Regions from separate parts of the Mus musculus genome. Here all the other regions are linked to region 1. Evidence: chromatin contacts called from public Hi-C and HiChIP or PLAC-seq data. All regions are on one chromosome and are shown on one strand. Each heading gives the region's core, a stretch centred on a gene start, on an enhancer-like site or on the middle of the called end of the contact. The rest is flanking DNA. Distances are from core to core; before and after follow the strand shown. Region 1 holds the start of Chchd4 (coiled-coil-helix-coiled-coil-helix domain containing 4). Region 2 holds the start of Rbsn (rabenosyn, RAB effector). Region 3 has its middle 15 kb from the start of Nr2c2. Region 4 overlaps Slc41a3 (solute carrier family 41, member 3).

Region 1 (2,728 bases), core at 192-2,691:
CCAGAATTTGGGACGAAGAGAAGAATTTGAGTTAGGGGCACATACTGAGACTGTCTCAAAAACGGAGAACCACTAAACACATACACACACACCTTTTGAACCAGGAAGAAGACGGGCTCTATGTTGCATTAGCAGCTGATGGACCCATCCTCCTTCCTGAAAAACCCGAGGTCTGTAAATCCATCAAGAGGGGTAGAAATGTTTATCTGCATAGCCTCCTTAACTCAAAGACTCGTCATCAACCTACCAACTAGGTTGGAGGAAACAAAAGTCATCCTAGGAATCCGCCTAACAGTGCTGGGTCAAGGACTTTCGTATGCGGAACACCAAGTGCTAACCAACAGAAACAGTCCTCGGGAGAGGCACCAATGATGATGCTGGGAAGGAGGGGGTTCTACAGCGGACTGGGGCCTTCTAACTGGATGTATGGCCTTGGGTGGATCACTTCCTCCTTTGTACCTCATGTTCTCTAGACTTAAGAGTAAAGGAGCTGAGAATTCTGGGTGAACCAAGTCTCTCTGTAGCTTTGTATTCTCAAGAGCCCTCCAACTCTTTCCTGCCTTGGGCACGTGCTTCGTGAATACCAGAGTAAATGACGCCTGATCTCTCAATTTACAGGAGTGGAAACTAGGGCCTGGCGGGTTTGGCAGCTCAGACATAAGAAGCCAGTCAGTGCTGGGAGACCTTAGAGCAACAGATTGGTCTGGATTCTTCTGGGTTGCTGCTTACAGGTAACAACAGGTAGTGAGTGGTCCTCAACGTGGCTAGAAATGACGGAAGAAAGGAAGCTCTTTCATAGCGGGTCCCGGTTTCGTGACCTGATGTGGGTTCCTGGATCGAGTAACCTGTCTTAATTTTCCGTTTGATAAGACGTGGACAGTAAGGGAACCCGACATATAAAAATGGCTACGTTAAGTTTAAAAGCGTGCCTAGTACACAGAAGGCGCTCACTAAATGCTCCTGCCAGATGCACTTCAGCACGCCCACTCTAGCCCAAGCGGTAATTTTTCGGGATAGCTAAAAAGCCTGGGCGGGATAGAACCACGTGGGGAGTGCTAGGAGCGACGGTGTCTAATTCCTAACAGTCCCCGATTCCCAGCCAGAGACAACGTGCTCCACACTGGCCAGGCCCACGTGAGGCCCTCCGAGGCCCGGGTTCGGGCTTCACCTTGACCTTGGACCGGCCTCGTTCCTCACGGAGCCTCTGCCTCTCTCGTCTGGAAACCGCCGCGTGAGGCCCACTAAAGGGCCCACAGCCGCTCGGTGGAGACCACTTGATCGCGTGTCTCTCGCAGGCCCGTCCCGGCCGGTCTCCATGGCAGCGCCCGACTCACCTTCCTGCCGGCAGTAGGACATGGTTGTTCCCGACAGTCCTCTGCAGCTCGCAGAGGCAGCGGGCGCGGCTGGAGCGGATACACCTTCTCGCCGTGACCTCCCTCGCCGCTTCTCAGGCCTGGCGGGTGGCACTGAGGCCCGCACAGACCCGCCCCCTCCAGGCCTGCCCGCCGCGCGCCTGCCTCCGCGCGTCCTAAGCACCAGAACCGCTTCTCAGTCGAAAACTACACTGACCAGCAGCCCTTGCGCCTCTCCAACTAGACCGATACTACATTTCCCAGAAATCTTGCAGCGCGCACGCGCACCAGTGAAATACAGTGGTTTGTAATTTTGTGGCGAACGTGTCAGACGTCGGACTACATTTCCCAGCAGCCCTTAAGATGCGCACGCGCAGACAACTTGAGGCTTAGGCAGGGCGGTAACTTTTGTCCTGCGTCCCGCCAGGTCCTGGATTCCACGAGAAGTCTTGCAGCTCTGTGGCAGACAGGAGGTCACCGTATTCTGCGTTCCGGTCGTCAGCCCAATTCCTAGCGGAATAGAGCAAGACGGCGGCAGCGAACCAAGCCCACCATGGCAGCGAACGTAAGTGCTTCCTGATGCCCGGGTGACACCATCATCCGGGCCGCTTTTTCCCTGGATCCGCGCTGGGTCTTACAGGGGTGCTACCCCAGTGGGTGCAGCTGCCCTCAGCTCTCTGAGCTTCTCCATCTCGGGCTGCGCGTTTGTGGGCCTCAGCAATTAGTCGAGTCCGCTCGTGCACGGCTGCTTCTTCCACTCCTAGTTTCTCTCTGGGCCCCTGGGGATACGAAACTTGGGGAACTTGGGGAACTGAAGGACCACGGGGAAAGTGTCTATTGGTGAGCAGACTGATGAGGTGATCCTGCCCAGGTGGAACTGTCCAGCAAATGCTTCTTTGGTCTTCGCTCCCTAGGGGGTGTGTACTCAAAGGCTGTGTGATGCTACTGTAGCTGGACTAGCCTGGCTGGATGACGTGGAGAGGGAGACTTTTCTCTGCTGCCGGGTTCCTGGTGCACTGATTTGGTTAGAGCCCCTAGCTGAGGATAGTTCACCCAGACCTCTGGCCTCTTCCTACTGCAACTAGTCCTTAAGAATTTTCCTAGTGAATCTTAACATTCATTCAACAAACGGAGCAACACCACCTACTAGGGGACTGGGTGTGGGAGAAGCCGGTGAGTCACCAGTGCCTCTGGTGAAAGCGCCTCTGAAGCCATCTCAGGAGCACTGCCAGCCCCAGGCACACCCTTACTCCCTCCTTGGTAGAGTGTCACTACAGCCCTCCTTGGGCCTGTTACACCCTCTTCCCAGGCCCCTCCTCAGTCCGGCAGACTTCACCTCCTGGGAGGCCGGAGTTTGTTTCACCCACTGTGCAAGC
Region 2 (2,700 bases), core at 135-2,634, 740 kb after region 1:
TGATGTGTTTACTAGATTTTATAAATTAGAACAGTGGGGCAGCAGGTCTGATGTTCTCTGCCCTTCAACAGAAAAATCTGATACTTAAACATTTCAGGGCTTAATAACTTACATTTTCTGTCTTATTGGACTACAGCAAAGTCACTGTTGATGTGACCCTGAAAGACTCCTAACCATTGAGAACAAGGATAAAATCATTTCACAGAAGCAAAGAAATCTGTTTCCAAGACTTTAGAGGCCACATATCACAGCACAGAGTGGGAGTTTGTGTAGCTAGAATTGTGGTGTGCTGCAGAGGGCACAGAGGAGGGTACCATCTGGTCCTCAAAGGTGAAGGGTGACAGCAACTCAGAAAATAAATTAAACAGGACGCTAGGTGCCTGTTATTTCCTTTAATTAAGAAATTTGACAGGCGTGGGAGGCAGAAGCAGACAGATACCTGTGAGTTTGAGGCCAGCCTGGTTTACATGTCAAGTTCCAGGCCAGACATAGATACATAGTGAGACCCTTGTCTTGAGATTAAATAAATAAATCGAGAGACTACACACATGCAGACCCATCCCGGAAAGCATCTGAGGCATCACTTAAACAGCCAGCCTCAGGTCCGACCGGTTCTCTCCCCAGCCAGTGGCTGACAGGATCCTCTGGGTGTGACAGCTGCCTCCTCCCCGCCTGCAACTCATCCTGAAGAAAAAGTCAAACAGAAGTCGTCCCCGTGCACCCTGGCCACACATCGCAGCTCAGTTCTCACCCTGGAGAAACGCCCCTTACTCAAGGCAGGCTCCCTCCAGGATGCCTTCACAGCAGCTGCCTGGGGTGCCATAGCCTATACACAAGTGAAGTGACTAACACAAGACAGCAGCCGGGAAGGAGAGCCTGGGATTTTCGCCATCACCACGAGAACTCGGAGAGCGGGATAATAGGGTTCCGCGAATGAAGTGGGGGACCTTAACATAAAGTCACTTAATTAGGTGCCACCACAAACCACCGCAATTGATGCCGCAACCAGAAGGCCAGTTGTGCAAACTCTCGCCTCCAGACTGGATTGAAAAACCCAGCCGGGGGGCTCTGTAGAGATCCGCACGGCCACGCGCACCCGCGGGACGCGACTCTGCGGGACATCACGCAACACGTCACGGCGCGGGCAGAGACCCGCGCGGCGCCGAGGCCCGCAAAGCCTCATCTCCCGACCGCATCGTCATCTCAAACCACACGTCACACCCACCTCAGCCACCGCCGCGCTCTCTGCGACACCCTTTCTCACTCCCTGCGGCTTCCGACAGGCAGTCGGCAGCCTGCCTTTCCACCTCGGGTTCTGACTGCCGGCCTACGAGGTTCCTCAGAGACCAGTGGCAGCCATCGCCATCAGTGGCTCGGCGCTCGACAGGCGCGCCGGGCAGAAACCGGAAGACAGACTGACACGCGGCGGTCGAGCGCCGAGTCCTCGAGCGCACTGAACCTGGAAGAGGATGCTGCGCAGGCGCTGCCGCAACGGGGCGGGCCCAGTAGGAGGAGGTAAACTGCGAAGTTCTCTCAGGTCCTAGCAACACATCGATGTGAAACCCTACACTCGCCCTTCACTCACCCTATAGGTGGGGAAACTGAGACTTTGGCTCTTAAATAATGTGCCTGCAGCGCTAACATTATTTAGAGACCGTTAAAAAGTTTCTGAGATTTTTGCATAAATGCCTTAATACAGCGGTTGTTCTTCCAAAGGACCCAGGTTTGAAAAACTGCTTGTCTGCTACCTATATGCTCTCTTCTGGAGTCCATGGGCACTGCACATGTGGTGCACAGACATGCAGGCAAAACACACATACAAAATTTTGTTTTTTTACTTTTTTGTTGTTGTTGTTAAAAAAAAGTTTCTGAGTGCGAGAGACTAAGTTATGTTCAGCACATTGAGGAGACAGAAAGACGTGGAAATTGAGCCAAAGAAAGTAGAGACGTTGAGGAGTCGTGTCAGGGATTGGAAGTTGGCTCAATTGATCCTGGTTGGGACTCAATTTCCACCACACACCCATGCCTGTAACACCAATACTCTAAGGATGGAGGCAGGAGGACCAAAAATTTAAGTTAATTTTCAATTACATAGCAAGTTCAAGGCCATACTGGGATACATGAAACTCCATCTCAAAAAAGCATAAAAAAGTATGAGGGTAGCTAGATCTCTGCAAAATAAGTGGCATTTATGTATGAGTCAGGGTTCTCTAGAGTCACAGAACTCTATAGTCTATATAGTAAGGGAATTGGTGGATGACTTACAGTCTGTAGTCCAATTCCCAACAATGGTCAGCAGCAGCTGTGAATGGAAGTCCAAGGATCTAGCAGTCACTCAGTCCCACAAGGCAAGCAGTTGAAGAAGAGAGTGTCAATCTTCCTTCTTCCAATGTCCTTATATAGGTCTCCAGCAAAAGGTGTGGCCCAGATTAAAGGTGTCTGCCACCACACCTTTAATCCCAGATAACCTTGACTTGGAGATCTTCCTGTCTTAATCTTCTGGAATTCATAGCCACTGTGCCTCAAGATCTCCATGCCAAGATTCAGGTCAGAAACTTCTATCTCAGCCTCCAGATTAGGATCACTGGTGAGCCTCCCAATTCTGGATTGTAGTTCATCCAGATATAGTCAAGTTGACAACCAGGAATAGCCCCTGCAATTTACAAAAGACAGTATGGCAGATCAGTCATGTCTGAACCT
Region 3 (2,700 bases), core at 48-2,547, 600 kb after region 1:
TGGATAGTCTCTTTACAGTAAGTAAATTTGTTATGATGACTTTCAGTCTGTAGTCCAACTCCCCAATAGTGGTCAGCTGTGAATGGGAAGTCCAGGGATCGAGTTGCTCAGCCCCACAAGGCTAGTAGTAGATCCAACAGATGTGCTGGCAAGTAAATGCAAGCAGGCGAAGAAGAGCAAATCTTCCTTCTTCCGAAATCCTTATGTAGGTCTCCAGAAGAAGGTGTGGCCCAAATTAAAGGTGTGTACCACCACGCCTGGATCTGGGACTTGTTTTTGTCCCAGGCTGACCTTGAACTCAGAGATCTCCTGGTCTTAGTCTCCTGGGATTCATAGCCACTATGCCTCAAGATCTCCATGCTAAGATCCAGTTCAGAAACTTGTATCTTCCAGCCCCAAGGTCTGGATCACTGGTGAGCCTTCCAATTCTGGATTGTAGTTCATTCCAGATATAGTCAAGTTGACAACCGGGAATAGCCATTACACCTACTTAGTTAGTAACTTCCCATGGATCTAATTGGTGCATTGCACATTATCAAGAGTACCCATGTGTGCACAGGAACAGCACAGTATGTGTAGCCAGTGCTGCTGCCATTGGGGCATTTGGGCTGCTGTCTAGGCAGTGGGAGCATCCCTGATATGCCTTGTAGCATTGCCCAGTGTCACTTTGCAGCTCTTTAGAGTGACAGACAGTACATCCCAAGGTTACCCAAGGACCTCTGTTCTTTTATTCTGCTTATTTTTTTAATTAAAAAAATTTTTGAGGGCTTGCTCTGGAATCCAGGGCCTCACACATGTGGAGCCAGGACTCTGAGGCCGGCCCACATCCTGGGTCAGGATGTTTTGTGTTTTCTACCCTATAACATCCTGGATCTGATACTCAAGTAGGGTTTTTATTCTGTGGGAATATTTACCTTGATAGAAATGCCTGGATTATCCATAAAACATAGCAGACAGAGTCACCAAGGCAGTCCCCAGCTGCAATGTGACCAGGCCAGGCCCTGCCTGTTTTGGACCTTTGTCACCTCTTCTTCTTTCTATAGTTCTCTGAGAACTGGTTTCAGGCTTATCTCTCCCTGGCCATTCATAGTGGCCAATACAATTACAGGAAGAACTTCCTTCTCAGGACAGTGACAGGACAGTTGGTGGTAGTGAGGCTGGCAGCCCTGTCCATCAGATCCCTCTCCCTGCATCTTCAGTGCCTTAAAGAACCTTTCAGGCACAGCCTTGCCTGCTCCCTGGGTGGCCTTGCTTGGTGGTGGGGTGCGGAGGGCAGTGCATTCATGGATTCCTGCATACTGCAATTGCTTTAGGCTGTTTGTCTGAAGAGATGGGAAGGAGTCTATGCCTGTCATTAATGCACAAGGGGAACAGCAGCGCTGGGTGGGGTGTAGGCCAGTTCTACAAGCATTCTGACATGTCAGGAGTAAGCACTGAGTCTTTCTGGTGATGCTGAACCTTCAGAGACAAACTCTGCCTGGTATGTGTGTGTGTGTGGTGGTGGTGGGAGGGGGAATGGGAGGAGAGTGATGCTGGCTTGCTGGCTCATCTGGAATCATGGCCACGCAGGCCAAGGCATGACTGCTTACCCTGTATCCTTTATCCAGCTTCTCACTGATCTGGTCACTAAGCAGAGAGGCCTCAGTGTGGCCCTGTGGCCACCAAGGCTGGGCCTGCAACCCAAGTTGCTTTCTGAAGTGAAGTAGGGCCAGCAATGGGCTGGCTTTCACCAGTTAGCATGTTGTTAACTGATTCAGCCTGCACTCTCTGGCTTCTGAATTCATTCTCACTGTCGGTGGGGGTGGGAGTCGGGGGCAGGTGTGTCCACTCAGGTGGCTGCTCTCTGCACAAGTCTCACATTGGCTTAAGCAGGTGGCAAACTAGCGTGACAATAGCAAGTCCCAAAGGACGGGAAACAAGTCCTTTGGCTTTTGTGACTTGCTGTGCAGTGTCAGAGGTGGTTCCCAGAGACTGGCTGACCACTGACTGCCTCTGCAGCTGGGACTACAGGCATTGTCTATTGCCACCAAGGAAGGCCAGGATGGCTTTTAAGAGCCAGCATGTGCTCAGTAGCCCTCACCAAGCTCCCTTCACTCCTATGGCTCCTGGACTAGTCACTGAGGAGGGACTACTAGGAGTGGCATGGGTCCAGGGATGACTTGGGTGGGTGAATGTCTCCAAAGGGCCACATGCTTGTGGTTTGCAGTGTGCTGCTACTGGTGCAGTGTGATGAACCTTTAGGAGGTGGGGTCAAGTAGGAGGCCCTTGGAGGGGAGGTTGTTCTCATACTCCTGACCCTGAGCAGTTTGCTCTCTGTGGGCTCCTGTCATTGCTATCTAGTGTCCTCTCCCCAGAGGCCCAAAACAAGTTCTCCTGATCTCAGACAAGAACGTCCTCCAGAACTGTGAGTTAAACCTTTTTACTTTATAAGTTAATAACCCAGGTGTTTTGTTATAGGAATGGAAAAGTAACTAATACCAGTATAAGAGGGGCTGGAGGAAGATGGTTCTTAAAGTGTTACTGTCAGTGTTTATCCTATGGACCACATTTTCTGGAAGATCACTAGTCTGGATTAGTAGCATGCAAGGGCCATGCCTTGCCATGTATTTGGGGACAATCTGTGATAAACTAGGTAGAGGTCAATTAATTGGATCCTTGCTTGAGTGTCTCATAGGAACACTTTGATAGTCCCTAATCAAA
Region 4 (2,700 bases), core at 2-2,501, 850 kb before region 1:
GAAAGAGCCATTCTGGATCTGGGTGGTCAGGACATCAGCAGGGGTCAGGCCTCCTTTGTCATCTGCCTCAGTCTGCCAGGGCTGCTGTAGAGCACCTGAAGCCAGACAGTGTATCCCACAGAAGTTGACATTATCTCTAGGGGTTAGAAGTCTGAGATGCCAGGTGTTGGCAGTGTCGACATCCTAAGCCAGTAATGCCATTTCCCCCCTCCCCCCTGCTCCCCACATGGTCACCTCTCTTTGCATATCTGTGCTTGTGAGATACCCTACCAGTCTTGTAGGATTGGGAATCAGGGATCATCCTCCTATGACTCCCTTAGCTCAGCCCCTCTTTGAGGACCGTGTCTCTAAACACTGTGTCTTTACAGCTGCAGTCCCGTCAATTTGGGGGGACACACTTTAGCTAGTCTCTGTTGACCTTGTCTCAGTTCATCTTCTTCTCACCTGACACGCTCGGTCAATGGCTTAACTCTCATGGCCAGGGCTGTGGATGCAGTCCCAGGATAGAGCACTACCCTAGCTCAGGCAAGGCACCGGGGTCCATCCCCAGCACCGTCAGTCAGTTTCATGGCCAGAACTGGCTCAGCCCTAACCCAAGGTGGCATCAGCAGCAAGGGTCTGGGACCATGGAGTCAAGTCTCCCTTCCTCCCTCCTGAGGCATGCAACTGTGGGGAAGGTGGGCTGGGTGCTGGAAGTAACTCAAGCCTTGAAAGAGAGATGTGTAAATAGAAGGGAGAATTGGAAGTGTGACTGGGTCAGGAGAAGAAAGGGGTTGGGGACCATGGCGGAGTCATTAGGGAGACCAGCAGGGAGCTAGAGCAGGGGGCTAGGACAGAGAACAAGTTCAGAGGCTGGCCACCTCAAGCTGTTCTCCAGGGGCGAGGGCAGCAGAGAGTGATCCAAGAGCCCATTCACACACAGCAGGTCCTGAGGAAGAGAATGCTGTTGCCATGGCCAGCACAGCACTGAGCTGTGACTGGAGGAGGAGAACGGAAACTTGGTCAGGAGTTCCTGGCGCTGAGAGAGAGGAGAGTTGAAGGAAGAGACACAGAGTTTGTTCTGATGTGGGGCTATTAGATGTGTGGCCTTGTGTGTGGCCGGGAGAATGTGCACCAGGCTGTGGGGGAGGCAGAGGGTGGTGGGTGAGGGCTGGGGCAGAGGACATGCTAGGAAAGGACAGGGTGTGCCAGACAGCCCTGGTCAGGAGTAGGAGAGTGTGTGTGATGGTGGTGTGGGTGGTGTGTGCCCGAGGGGTGCGCGGGGCTGATAGGCAGCTACACACAGACCTGAGGCCCCTGCTGCAGAGAATGGGGCGGCAGTAGCTGGATTGATAAGGAAGGGCCCCTGCAGGTGGGCCTCTGCTTCCAACCGAGTTCTTCATCTGAGAGCAGGAAATCGCATGCATTTCTTAAAGGGCTAATGTCTATATTATGAAAGATCCAAGCAAAGGGATAAATGTGGGCAAACGCAAAGAGATCATTTTAGAGAGGGAATCAACATTATGAACAGGGTAAAATGTTCAGACTCGGTGCTAAAAAAGCAATGCACGTTAAGACTACATTTTGTTCCTACCCAGTGGGTAAATATATAAGATAAGACTTTTATAGAGCCTCTGACTAGTCCTTCTCTGTCATGCCTCCAAGGCACTGCTGCCTGGGGGTGACTCCTGCTTTCCCCAGAGGTGACATGTGTTTGTGTCTCTAGCTACTCTTTCCTGGGGAGATTGGGGACCGAGCCCAGGACCCCCTTCAGAAAAGAAGGAATTTGTCTTTAGGCCTAGAACCTAGAATCCCACAACCTTAAGGTCTTAATCCGTAGCCAGGCAGTGGTGGCACACGCCTTTAATCCTAGCACTTGGGAGGCAGAGGCAGGCGGATTTCTGAGTTCAAGGCCAGCCTGGTCTACAGAATGAGTTCCAGGACAGCCAGGGCTACACAGAGAAACCCTATCTCAAAAAACCAAAAGGGAAAAAAAAAAAGAAGATCTTAATCCGTTGAGGCCCTACTTAAATCAGATCTGGGGGTGTTTATCAGGCAGTGGGGGGAGGAAGTGGGGAGGGTCCATCACACGAACACCTCCTCTCTTTCCCATATTTCTCAACACATCCTAGCTACTCTGCCTTTTCCGGTGTTATTGTTTGTGTGTTAGATGCGGGGTCTCCATCAAATGGACTTTCCTGTTCTGGAAAGCCCAGGGTCCAGCAGGGTTCCGGGTGGAGCCTGGGATACCCTTGTCAAAGTGCCCCTACCAGTTAGTTTAGCAGAGTTTCTCCAGGCCTCCCAAATTAGGAGAAATAACTGAATTGGTGACTTGATCCAATGTCTACAAAGCTGTTGCTGCACACTGGCACATTTTCAGGCGGCGCTGGGCCAGACTACTGGCCTCCAGTCTAGCCCTGCCTTTTTCCTGGCCTCTGAGGATAGGAGGCAGGAGGGGGCCCACTGGAGGCCTCAGCTGCTGATTCGGTTAATGATATTTAAAGTGTCCTGTTTACTTAAAACACTTTAAGTTTTTCACTTTAAACGATTTAGGCCAGTTATGGGCAGCACACGCCTTTAATCCCAGCACTCAGGAGGCAGAGGACAGGCAGATCTCTATGAGTTCAAAGCCAGCCTGGTCTACAGAGTGAGTTCCAGGGTACCCTGAGCAATGCATGGAGACCCTGTCTCAAAATAAATAAGGCATTTAGGACACTGCTC

What was found. Hi-C and Micro-C count contacts between places; a contact is called where the count stands out from the background. HiChIP or PLAC-seq counts read pairs in DNA pulled down with a chosen protein or histone mark.
Region 2: a contact with region 1 is called in an H3K4me3 HiChIP or PLAC-seq map of pro-B cells, with 3 times the contacts expected there. The contact joins the promoter of Rbsn here to the promoter of Chchd4 in region 1. A contact is called at or near these places in 2 of 39 promoter capture datasets (cranial neural crest and pre-B cells), 8 of 484 Hi-C or Micro-C datasets (CD4 T cells, CD8 T cells, effector CD8 T cells and 4 more), 3 of 115 datasets of contacts at active chromatin or transcription factors (microglia, pancreatic cancer cells and pro-B cells) and 2 of 9 other capture datasets (adipose tissue and liver).
Region 3: a contact with region 1 is called in an H3K27ac HiChIP or PLAC-seq map of embryonic stem cells, with 6 times the contacts expected there. The contact joins the enhancer-like site here to the promoter of Chchd4 in region 1. A contact is called at or near these places in 6 of 39 promoter capture datasets (3T3-L1-derived adipocytes, embryonic stem cells, frontonasal cranial neural crest and 3 more), 1 of 15 datasets of contacts at CTCF or cohesin (embryonic stem cells), 1 of 484 Hi-C or Micro-C datasets (CD4 T cells), 7 of 115 datasets of contacts at active chromatin or transcription factors (astrocytes, bone marrow-derived macrophages, embryonic stem cells and 1 more) and 1 of 9 other capture datasets (embryonic stem cells).
Region 4: a Hi-C map of erythroblasts shows a contact between it and region 1, with 3 times the contacts expected there. The contact joins the enhancer-like site here to the promoter of Chchd4 in region 1. A contact is called at or near these places in 2 of 484 Hi-C or Micro-C datasets (the G1E-ER4 cell line and erythroblasts) and 2 of 115 datasets of contacts at active chromatin or transcription factors (large pre-B cells and pancreatic cancer cells).

The regions. Positions count from the first base shown.
Region 1 is chr6:91,471,982-91,474,709 of GRCm38.p6, forward strand. Chchd4 (coiled-coil-helix-coiled-coil-helix domain containing 4) reads right to left here and starts at 1,442. Exons shown (of 3, transcript NM_133928.2): 1 at 1,335-1,442. The coding sequence starts at 1,356. Tmem43 (transmembrane protein 43) reads left to right here and starts at 1,726. Exons shown (of 12, transcript NM_028766.3): 1 at 1,726-1,917. The coding sequence starts at 1,906.
Region 2 is chr6:92,213,486-92,216,185 of GRCm38.p6, forward strand. It overlaps Rbsn (rabenosyn, RAB effector), which reads right to left and starts at 1,385. Exons shown (of 12, transcript NM_030081.3): 1 at 1,226-1,385.
Region 3 is chr6:92,076,069-92,078,768 of GRCm38.p6, forward strand. No RefSeq gene overlaps it. Among named protein-coding and RNA genes, the nearest start is that of Nr2c2, 15 kb to the right of the region's middle. Within about 2 kb of position 1,298, at least 5 of the 459 cell types and tissues checked have an H3K27ac peak or open chromatin away from gene starts, as enhancers often do. A contact at or near this core is called in embryonic stem cells, where this site is marked.
Region 4 is chr6:90,622,005-90,624,704 of GRCm38.p6, forward strand. All of the region lies in intron 2 of Slc41a3 (solute carrier family 41, member 3), which reads left to right. Among named protein-coding and RNA genes, the nearest start is that of Slc41a3, 18 kb to the left of the region's middle. Within about 2 kb of position 1,252, at least 53 of the 459 cell types and tissues checked have an H3K27ac peak or open chromatin away from gene starts, as enhancers often do. A contact at or near this core is called in the G1E-ER4 cell line and erythroblasts, where this site is marked.